Linked DNA regions of Danio rerio: region 2 is linked to region 1. A link is a contact called in public HiChIP or PLAC-seq data. All regions are on one chromosome and are shown on one strand. The core of a region is the stretch at or near the end of the contact, and the rest is flanking DNA. Distances in the headings are between cores, read along the strand shown. Region 1 holds the start of akap6 (A kinase (PRKA) anchor protein 6). Region 2 holds the start of egln3 (egl-9 family hypoxia-inducible factor 3).

Region 1 (2,700 bases), core at 52-2,551:
AAAGCATCTGCCAAATGAGTAAATGTAAATATACCACATTTCTATATGGTTGTAACCAGGTTAGCCTAGCAAGTAAAGCCTGAACTGTGACTTATCATAGCATTTATACACTGCTACTCTCCAATGATTTGACATGGTCCTTTTATCCTCATTGGTAAGTGGCTATGGATGAAAGCATCTGATAAATGAGTGAATGTAAATATACCATATTTCTATATGGGTTGTTATCACCAGGATAGCCAAGCAAATAAACCAGAATTGTGAACTTAAACTTATCATAGCACTTATGCACTGCTACTCTCTGATGAATTAAAGTGCTTTTTTATAAGTCCCTTTGAATAAAATCATCTGCTAAATGAGTAAATGTAAATATGCTATACGGGTTGTAACCAGGTTAGCTAAGCGAATAAACCTGAATTGTGAACTTAAACTTATCATAGTATTTACACACTGCTACTGTCTGATGATTTGAAGTGCTTCTTTTATCCTCACTTGCAAGTTGCTTTGGATAAAAGATGCTAATATACTATATTATATGGGCTATCATCATCAAAAGGATAGCCTAGCAAATAAACCTAAATTCTGATCCCAATCCAGTGGCGCAACACCACACCTTAAGACGCACACATGCAGCATCATCAACAAGACCACAAATCTGTATTAATATCTCCGAGCATCTGTCATGCAACGACACCCTCGCAGGGCGTGTGTGTTTTTGGGCCCAAGGTGATGATGAGGCAGGATCTAAAGCAGACCGAACCATGACCAAGCAATGTCAAACCACATGCACCACTAATAAAATCCCGCAGCACCATGAAGACAGGACCGAAATTCCCCTAAAAGCAACATAAGCATAACACACACACACAAACACTCTTTGGCTATTGAGCTGAAAACACTGGGCCATGCTTCCGTGTACAGTGGGTGGAGAAAACACACTGACTCTCTTACATTCCCAACAACAACAAAAAAAGCAACGCTGCAGATTTTGAAAGCTTATCAAGAGGCTTCAATGTATGTTCTGCCCTCCTTGTGGATGCTATTAATGCATGCGTCAGGTTCTTCCTTCAACAATGTTGTCCTTTCAATCAATCGAACACTTAGGCAGCATCACGTCTCGTTTAGATCTACACTGAATTTGCTCAAATGAAGCATGTGGATGAAGCTGAAGAGAGAAGCCGGGTACTCACCATAACACTATCTCCTCCATTTGTCCATCCAGTGCGGTGTGTGTGTGTGTGAGGGAGGTGCCACTGCAGGGCTGCCTGCCTCGAGCAGCCCTCGCCGGACGGATGCTGATGATGTAGCGCCTTTCAGGAGAGCAGCCCAGTTGCCTTGGAAACTGAGGAGTGATGGAGTGGCCGTGCTGCAGTCTGATTGGCTGGAGAGGGGTGGTGCTCTGATGTGGGGCCCCCGGTGGGTGTGGCTACAGATGAGAGAGAGGAAGCGGAGCTGTGAAAGCAGAGAGACGCAGACAGATGAATATAAACACACACACTCGTGTTTATCATCTACGTGACATTTCAATTTACGTGATCAAAAGCAACACATAAGTAATCTGTCCCTCATTTAGTTATATACTTGGTTTATTTATTTAATTTACTTCATTTTTCTTCCATTTACAGTGTTTTTGGTGTATCTAAGTGCATCCGTAAACTGTTTTCCCTGATTCCTTTCCATCTTTCTTCTTAATCGTTGGTGTTTACATTTGTAAAATTGAAAAAATATTAAATAAATCATAAAAAAGCAGCACATAAGATGAAGAAGTACTCACAGGAGTGCTCCAAGCTACCAAAGAACAACAGTTTGTAAACAATATGGCAATACCCAGTTAGTTTAATGCAGTACACAAATGCTGTTTATTCATTCATTGATTTTCTTTTAGGCTTAGTCCCTTTACTTATCAGGGGTCACCACAGAGGAATGAACCGCCAACTTATCCAGCATATGTTTTACCCAGCCGATGCCCTTCCAGTCGCAACCCAGTACTGGGAAACACCCATACACTCTTGCATTTATACACACAATTTAGCTAATTTAATTTACATATACCGCATGTCTTTTGACTGTGGGGGAAACCGGAGCACCCGGAGGAAACCCACACCAACATGGAGAGAAGTTTATTTATTGTTTTTGCTTATTTATTGTTTTATTGATTATTACGGTGTAAATTTTGGCTTGTTACGTTGGCTTATTTAAGTTTGTATTTCTCTGCATTTTTTTATTTGTTGTTATATATCTTGTAATGCTTTGAGAATAAGAAAAGCGCATCTTAAATAAAATGTGTTATTATTATTATTATTATTATTATTATTATTATACATGAAAATATTAATAAAATAATAAAATAATAATAATACAATAAATTAATTATAAAATATATATAAAAACAGAGCGACATGGTGGCTCGGTCACCTTACAGCAAGAAGGTCGTTGAGTCGAGTCCCGGCTGGGCCAGTTGGCATTTCTGTGTGGAGTTTGCATGTTCTCCTTTGTTGGTGTGGGTTTCGCTCACAGCCCAAAGACAAGTGCTATAGGTGAAATAAATGAGCAAAATTGAGTTTATGAGTGTATGTGTAAATAAATTGTTTCCCAATATTGGGTTGCAGCTGGAAGGGCATCCGCAGTGGTGACCTCTGAAATAGAGACTCATACATTCATTTTCTTTTTGGCTTAGTCCCTTTATTAATCCCTTTATTC
Region 2 (2,700 bases), core at 134-2,633, 970 kb before region 1:
AGTTTCAAAATCCCAAATAAGCCCTTGTAAAATCTTGAAAACATTAGATTAAAATGCATGCATTTTCAAGAATGTAAATGTAAACAAATGTTGTGTTATTTAAACTCACATCCTAAAAAACGACAGTCATATCATGGTGCAGACAAGTACACAGGAAACAAAGTTTTCTTTTTATTTAAAAGCAAAAAACATTTTTTTATTTGACTTAAAATTAGGGCCATACAAAATCTGCGGACAATTTTTGCTATTTCTGTGCAGAATTTTGTTAAAAATCTGCGGGTTTATGTGGATGCAAAACTATTTTGGGAGTAAATAAATTAAAAAATACCTTTTTAACTTTTATTTAGTGTTTATAATAAAATTCCAATTAGATAAACTTTATTTGGTAAACAAAGAAAGTCTCTCATAAAATATCTCCACTAAAAGACAGACGTACAATATTACTTTACAAGCTGTATTGTAAGAAAAATCATACGAATATTTTTTGTATTAGTCGATATTACAAAAAAATTATTTAAAAACTGAATAAATATAAATTTACACACATCTACACAAGTAAATAAACAGAATTAATGATGGGCTAAAAATCTGCACATGGAAATTCCTTGTGGGTTTAATCATTATTAACCTTTATTTAGTAAGAAAATATTCGAGCAACACAATTACATATCCTAGCAGCTTCAAAATAACAAATCTAAGCCCTTATAAAACATCAGATTAAAATGTGTGCATTTTCAAGAATGTATATGTAAACAAATATCATGTTATTTAAAGTTTCATCCTAAAACAGCCAGCATATCATGCTGCAGACATGTTCACAGGATCCAAAATTTTCTTTTCATGCAAAAACATTTCTTTTATGTTACTTCTTTAATACTACACTGTAAAAAAATCCTGGTTGCCTTAATTTTTAAGCTGAAACAAATAAACCTTATGAGTCCATTGAACTTGTATTATGTTAATATGACTTAAAACAGCTTGCGTAATTAAGTTACAACACGATTCACAGTTTACTGAGTCATAATGACCTAAAGCACATGCTGTCAGGACTAACTTATCTTATAATTGTTTACAGTGTTGGTGCTATATCTGTTTAGTACAAAATATTATGAAAGCAACACATTAACAATGTCAAGCTGTTTTAAAATCCAAAATCTAAGCCCTTGTGACATTTTAAAAACGTTAGATTAAAATCCATGCATTTTCAAGGATGTAAGTGTGAGCAAATGTCGTGTTATTTGAAGTGCTTGGCCCTCTGATCCGCCGAGCGCCCCCTACAGGTTAACAAGGTGTCGATCATAGGAAATACGTGCTCTCGAGCCTCATTCGCTGGAGTAAAGTGCGCTGAATGGGGTTTTTCATATGAATATCCGCCCATCGGAGCGCGACACACATTCTGCACGTTTCACATGCTCGTCAGGTGCGCAGAGCTCTGATCCTCCGGCGCTCATGGACGCGCATTCAGAGTCCCTATAAAACATTGGCATTATTTGCCCGGCTCTCAAAGGACGAGCACACACAATTTAGACATCTCTCTCTTAAAACAAAACAAAACAAAACAAAACAAAACAAAAAGTTTCATTTGAATGCACCAGCCTCAGGACAAAATGCCGTTTCTTCAGCACGATCTGGACACGCAGTTGGAGAGTTTGGCTTTTGCGCAGGTTGTCCCGGCTTTGTTGGATCAGGGCTTTTTTTACGTGGACCATTTTTTGGGGGACATTGCAGGACATATGGTTTTGGGGCAGGTCAAACGCATGCATTCCTGTGGGCTTCTCAACGACGGGCAGCTGGCAGGGCAAAGTAGTGGAGTTTGCCGGAGGAACATCAGAGGAGATAAAATAACGTGGGTTAATGGGACCGAGAGGGGAACCGAAGCCGTCAACTTCTTATTAACCCTTATAGACAAACTCATTTCTCTGTGTGTGGGACGACTGGGAAAAAGCATTCGTGCGAGGTCAAAGGTAAGATTCATGCTGCTAAGTGTCACTTTAAAGTTATTACAAATGCATCATCTGGAAAATCATTCAATCATAATTAAAAAATGCTGTTCAAAAACTCGTAAAACAGTCGAACATGAAATATTATAAGAGTAAAAGAGGCTTTTTTTATTTTAGCTTGAAGTGTTATGAAACTTTGATTCATATTTTGTTTTATAAAATGTTTATAAAAGTATCAACTGGAAAATAAAGTTTTTATGTATTTAAATCATATTAGTGAATATTGCTGTTTAACGGCTGTTAATCGATAACAGTCAAACATAAAATATTAAAAGATTATTATTTTTAGTATAAGATAACTGTTATGAGACTTGGATTCATATTGTCATGTTTACAAAAGTATCAGCTGGAAAATGAAATGTTTGTAATGCATTTGAATCATATATCACTGTTAATTGATAAAAGTTGAACGTAAAATATTACAAGACTTTTTCAGTTTGAAGTGTTATAAAACTTCGATTCATATTTGTTTACCATCAGATGGAAAACTTATTTTTAAATGAATTTAAATCTTACATAAGTAATTGAATATAGGGTTATAAAACTCATATCTTCATGTTTACAAAAGTGTCAGCTGGAAAATAAAAAGGTTTTAATGTGTTTCAATCATATCAGTAATTAAATATTGCTGTTTAACAGCTGTGAATCCAGTTGAACATAAAATATTATAAAATTGTTTTTTTTTTGTTAGTTTGAAGTG

Evidence for each region. HiChIP or PLAC-seq counts read pairs in DNA pulled down with a chosen protein or histone mark.
Region 2: a contact with region 1 is called in an H3K4me3 HiChIP or PLAC-seq map of embryo, with 5 times the contacts expected there. The contact joins the promoter of egln3 here to the promoter of akap6 in region 1. A contact is called at or near these places in 1 of 18 Hi-C or Micro-C datasets (hematopoietic stem cells) and 1 of 4 datasets of contacts at active chromatin or transcription factors (embryo).

Annotation. Positions count from the first base shown.
Region 1 is chr17:10,139,173-10,141,872 of GRCz12tu, reverse strand. akap6 (A kinase (PRKA) anchor protein 6) reads right to left here and starts at 1,301. Exons shown (of 14, transcript XM_073928152.1): 1 at 1,191-1,301.
Region 2 is chr17:11,111,707-11,114,406 of GRCz12tu, reverse strand. egln3 (egl-9 family hypoxia-inducible factor 3) reads left to right here and starts at 1,383. Exons shown (of 5, transcript NM_213310.2): 1 at 1,383-1,964. The coding sequence starts at 1,608. The region is part of intron 1 of LOC108179745 (a long non-coding RNA gene); the gene reads right to left.